2 separate regions of the Mus musculus genome follow, and region 1 is linked to region 2. A link is a contact called in public ChIA-PET data. All regions are on one chromosome and are shown on one strand. Each heading gives the region's core, a stretch centred on a gene start, on an enhancer-like site or on the middle of the called end of the contact. The rest is flanking DNA. Distances are from core to core; before and after follow the strand shown. Region 1 overlaps Irak2 (interleukin-1 receptor-associated kinase 2). Region 2 overlaps Setd5 (SET domain containing 5).

What was found. ChIA-PET counts read pairs in DNA pulled down with a chosen protein or histone mark.
Region 1: a contact with region 2 is called in an RNA polymerase II ChIA-PET map of memory CD8 T cells, with 12 read pairs. The contact joins two enhancer-like sites. A contact is called at or near these places in 2 of 115 datasets of contacts at active chromatin or transcription factors (memory CD8 T cells and pancreatic cancer cells).

The regions. Positions count from the first base shown.
Region 1 is chr6:113,653,733-113,656,508 of GRCm38.p6, reverse strand. All of the region lies in intron 2 of Irak2 (interleukin-1 receptor-associated kinase 2), which reads right to left. Among named protein-coding and RNA genes, the nearest start is that of Irak2, 17 kb to the right of the region's middle. Within about 2 kb of position 1,303, at least 100 of the 459 cell types and tissues checked have an H3K27ac peak or open chromatin away from gene starts, as enhancers often do. A contact at or near this core is called in memory CD8 T cells, where this site is marked.
Region 2 is chr6:113,140,539-113,143,299 of GRCm38.p6, reverse strand. The region is part of intron 17 of Setd5 (SET domain containing 5); the gene reads right to left. Among named protein-coding and RNA genes, the nearest start is that of Lhfpl4, 53 kb to the left of the region's middle. Within about 2 kb of position 1,424, at least 27 of the 459 cell types and tissues checked have an H3K27ac peak or open chromatin away from gene starts, as enhancers often do. A contact at or near this core is called in memory CD8 T cells, where this site is marked.

The sequences.
Region 1 (2,776 bases), core at 54-2,553, 510 kb before region 2:
CAAACAAACAAACAAACAAACAAAAAACCAGAGAGAGACGTAAGCAGAGGCTAGAGAGATGGGTGAACAGTTAAGAACACTTGTTGTTCTTCCAGAGGCCGTGGGTTTAATTCTCAGTTCACAACTGTCTGTAACCACAGCTCCAGTAAATCTGACGCCCTCTTTTGGCCTCTGTGGGTACTGCTCACACATGGTACACATACATACATACATACATACATACATACATACAGGCAAAACACTCATACACATAAAGTAAAATAAAAATAAATATTACTTTTTGAGATAGGGTTTCTCTAAGTAGCCATGGCTGTTCCAGAACTATCTCTGTAGAAAAAGGCTGGCCTCAAACTCAGAGATCTGCCTGCCTATATAACACAGCGGCAAATCCCAGCGCTGTTCATTGGGCCAGAGGGGATTCCAGAACTGACATCAGAGTCCTCATTCTATGAACACATTCTGGTAATTCTACCTTCCCAAGTGCTGGGATTAAAGGCGTGCACCATAATAACTGACTCTAAATAGAAAATGTAAAAGAGACAGAGACAGGCATGGCCTACCTCCTAACTGCTTCATACCTAGATGCCCAGAGAGCCCGGCCCCGCCCAAGTTTCAAAGACTCACTGTGATTCATTCACTTACAGCATTGGAGACAGGGTCTCTGCTTGAGAGAAATGGCTGAGTCAATTTCCAGCACTCGGGATGAGGTGGGAATCAACTAATTCACAAAGTGGGAAGACTCGTATGCAAATGAGAAACTCGAAGGGAGGAAATTCTTTTGAGGCCAAGGTCCAAAAGGTGATGGGGACTGGCCTCTGGAAGAATACAAGAATGTTTGGGAAAGACCAGAGTCCAGGGAACAGCATGTGCAAAGGTCCTGGGGCATTTTGATAAGTTTCATCAAAGAAAGAAAGACCTTAGTGGCTGGGCTGAAGGAAGAGGCAGATAGATGGTAGAGGTAAGGTCAAAAAACTGGGCAGGAGTGAGGCTGTGTGGGGCTTTGGAGGGTTAGATGGAACCTTGCCAAAATCCCCTTGAACCGATGTCACCTGGAGCTGTGACCCACTTGCCCCTCTCATATCCCAGTCTCCCTTGCAATTAGATTGAAGCCATTGAAGGCAAGGTCCCAGCTAACCAGGAACAAAAAGCCAACGAGTCTCTTCCATTGCCTCCCCTGTCACAGCGACCCCAAGTCAAGGACACAGGAGCTGTCCTTTCGCATGTTGCAGCTCATCTTGGGGGGAGGGGGGCGCGATTAGGTCACGCCTCTGACGCATCTGGCACTGACTCACGAAAACACTGAGGACAGCTGAGCCTTCTCACTTAGAGGAGCCGGGTGACCACAGCATGGTTCACAGTCACAGCCTGACAGGTGAACCCCCTGTGCCCCAGTTTAATTGTGCGGCACATGCCCCCCTATGTGCTCTCCCACCACTCTCCAAACCCACAGCGACTGTAGAAGGATCAGTTCGGGGAAGGAAATCAGGTGACCTGCCCCACACTAGCATCAGCACCCTAAAAAAAAACAGCGGCCACCTTTTTGAAGCTTCCTGCTATAAAAACAGAGTAAACAGAGGCTGAGACACTTGTTCCTTTGAAGTGTGGGACAGGGTCTCTTGTACCCAAGGATGACGGCAATGTAGCCAAGACCAGCTTTGAACTTCTGATCCTCCTGCCTCCACCTCTTGAGTGCCACCATACCTAAAGATGCCCGATTCCCCAAAGGGGAAACTTGAGACTTAACCTAACGACCTACCCAAATACAGATTAAGGTCAAGCTGACCTCGGTTTGTATCTTAGCCATTTACAAGGTAAGTGGCTTTGGGCAAGTCTCAGTTTCCACAGCTATAAAATGGGAGTAACTAAACTCATGAGGAAAGGTGCTTGCTGGGACATACTGGGTGCTAAGTCCCATTATTTTGGGTTCATAGACCCTGATGTCTCAGCCTGATACAGTGACAGCTTCCAGGACAGGTCCCTGATGCCACAGGGAGATGATCCTGATCCACACTCTATTGCTCCCTGAGGCTGTGAAAACATTAGAGAGGGCAAACACAGAAACTCTTAGACTATACATGGGAGCCCTCTCACCTACATGCGTGCAGCCTGGGCTCTATGAAGAGGAAGGGGTCACACTTCTCTACTTTGCTCAACAGCCACCCAAAGTCCCCTGTCCACAGAGCCCTGATCCAGGAAGGAAGTGACTCTGGCTCACACGCCAAAGCCAGAGTCTGAACAGTTAGAGTTGCACAAGCATGTCGTCCAGAAAACAACAAAGCTCATCGAGAAAATTCCAGACGGGGTTAGAGCTCGGCCACGCTGCTCTTCCCTACTGTGTGAGCATCCCACCTCAACACCCACAACAAGAAATCCACAAAAACCTGACAGGAAGATGGCAGCGGCCAATGGGAGAGAAATGCTTAGTCACCTCTCACATCCCTTCAGACCCCCGCGGGTCTCCCCCTACTCAGTTGACAGGCAGAACCCCTCAGCTACATGGGACCAGTACATTTTCATTTGATAAGTTGGTCTTGTCAACGTGGTGGGATTTAGAGTCACCACGGAGGCAAACCTTTCTCTGGGTGTACGTGTGAGGGGCTTTCTGATTTAGGTTAATTGAGGTATAAAGACACATCAGCATGCGGGCAGCACCGCCCCTTACGTTGGGGTCGTAGACTACACACACAGGCGCTGAACACCAGCTCTCATGTCTGTGGATGCAGTGTGACCAGCATCCCAGGTCCCAGGTACAGGTCTCAAACTTGGAGCCAAAAAA
Region 2 (2,761 bases), core at 175-2,674:
ACTAGGAGAATAGCATTAAAGGTTGCAACGAATCCATTCCTTATTTACTTGTACCTTGGATTATGTTTCTCATGCAACATTCTGTCTGTTCAATTCCGTGTCCTCTGCTGTCTATCAATCTATCAAAGAACTGCTAAAGCCTACCGCCAAAAAGCATATCAAAGGCTGAAATGCACCAGTGATAAAACCGACCCATTACTGCTTATCTGTATCGCTTAACACCAACATTCCCTTAACTAGACAGATCAGTTATCAAAGCCTTTCTAATATTGAATCTTTAGCAACCCAAGACAGAGCAATCTATACTTTCCCAACAAGATGGACTCACAATACTCAGGAAGTTAACAATAAACTAGTGGAATATAATCTTTTCAGTTTCATGATGATCTACAGAATATCCTACTGACTGAGAATTTGGTGATTAGTCAGGGAGTAGGGCCCTAATTATTTTGGAAAGTGAGACTAAAGGCCAGTTAATTTTGAAAAGGTACAGAGAAAAAAAGCTCCATGTAGATTTATAGGGTTAATAATTAATTACATGTCTAAAGCTTATTATAACTGCTAACACTGAAATCATGATTTTGGATCTTTAGGGTAGGAGGGTTTCTTAGCAAAGTACTGAAATTGGTATCCTAAGAGGTATAAATCACTGCACACAAACTGTATCCCAGCCTCTGCACAAGAGAAGGTTTGTAACCCAGAGCTTGGGCTTAAGCTTCCTTACATACTTACACCCAACTAGGCACTCCAGAGGAAATGAAGGAAAGCCAGAGAACGCTGGATTCCCTAAAGGAAGCTGCTCATCTGTCACCCAAAGCCCAGACACCCAGCCGTGTGAGCTGTCAGTTTAACCCCAATTATACATTGCTGACATGATACTGAGACAGTGTCGACCAACTCCAGTTTCCTTGTTAACAGGAGGATGTTATTCATGACTTTCTCTAACAATGCTCTCATGCACATAGAATCTACATCCTCTGAAGATTCTCTTTAATGAAACTCTTCAGCCATTCCTTCTCCCAAATGACAACAAAAGCAACCCCACAACATAAAAACAGCTACTCATTTCCCCACGGTCCTGTGCAGTCAGTTTTTATATAAGATCCACTCTATTTGCTGTGAATGAGAGGCCACCCTCCAGTCCAGCCCCCTCACCCCCCAATTCAGGACCACCCTTGTGCACTCACTCTCAGCCTGCATGTGATTGAGATGGTATGGTAACTACCTCTGGTGACAGGGGCTTAGGCCTATGTGCAGGGGAACCCTCAGGGGAGGAGATGTTCTAGAGGAGGAAAAAGTATCTTGTTATTTATCTTCTCAGAGTCAAGAAGCAAAACAGAAAGTAACGATAAGCATGGCTGTTTGCCACACTTTTTAGGGAGGGATTTGGTGGTGAGGATGGTTAATGTTTATGCATATGGTAAATGTTTAACTGCAGAACTCACTTCCACAAAGTGGTTAGTTCAGCTAAATGCTTCCTGGTACCTTAGAAAGGACTTATAATGTTTCATGCTATCAATGAACACCTCAATTAGAACTCAGGAAAGAATTAGGTGAATCATTTTAGAGGGCTCACAGTGTTTCTTATGGTGGGGCACAACCTACTCCTTATTCTTCCTAGAGGAACTCTGTTTCTTCACCCCATACTTCCTCTGATTATAATCTTTCTTTTCTTTATTCTCTTACTAGCTTTAGGGGTATACCTGTGAACTATGATCAGTTCCTCTCAAGTGACTGTTATACACCTGCACACATCTAACAGAGTTAAAAATCCATTGTACTTACTGGATCACAAAACAAACAAAGCACCCTCCCACCCCAATACCATGTATATGTGTATTTTTTCTGTGACTTTCATAGGACAGAACATTTTGCTGAGGTAATACCTCTCTAACACATGGGAACTGGAGAGTGAGCTCTTGAGGTGATGGTGTGAAGGGTAACATGAAAGTGATGATAGCAGCTATGACAAGGACTCTGTACCAGGCACTGGGGAAAAGGGAAAGTTCTCAATATACAGACTATCAACAACTGAGGCCCAGAAAACAGACGTGGGCTATGCTATGCTAGGATATATAAATGGAGCTGCTTCAGCAAAACAAGGTGGATAGCAATGTTTTAGAATGGGGAGGGTGCTGGGTGTACAAAGCACAGGGCTCTTGTTTTCCTTCTTCTAGATTCTTTCCCCTCCTTCTCTGTGACTGTGTACCTCATCCCCTCAGTTCTAGATATGAACACGCTTCTTATTCAAGGTTTTTCCTTTCCACTTGGAGCTGGTTTTACTCCTGACACTTATTGATATTTCACTGCTACTTTATTTTTCACAAATTTTTAAAAATACTATTTTTACTTTAGGTGTACAAGTGGTTTGCCTTCCTGTGTGCCTGTGTAAAACATGCACACAATGCCAGGAAATGTCAGAAGAGGGCATTAAATCCCTAGAGACTAGAGTAACAGATAGCTGTGAGGAACCATATGGGTGTTATGGGAATTAAAAATTGGGTTCTCTGAAAGAATGGCCAGTGCTCTTAATGGCAGTCATCACTCTAGCCTGCATTTTAATATTTTTTTTTTAGCTTTTTTTGGTTTTGTTTTGGTTTTTTGAGACAGGGTTTCTCTGTGTAGCCCTGGCTGGCCTTGAACTCAGAAATCCACCTGTCTCTGCCTCCCGAGTGCTGGAATTAAAGGTGTGCGCCACCACGCCCAGCTCTTTTTAACGTTTAACAGACAAGTTTATTTCAACATTTTCTTCTTTCAAATA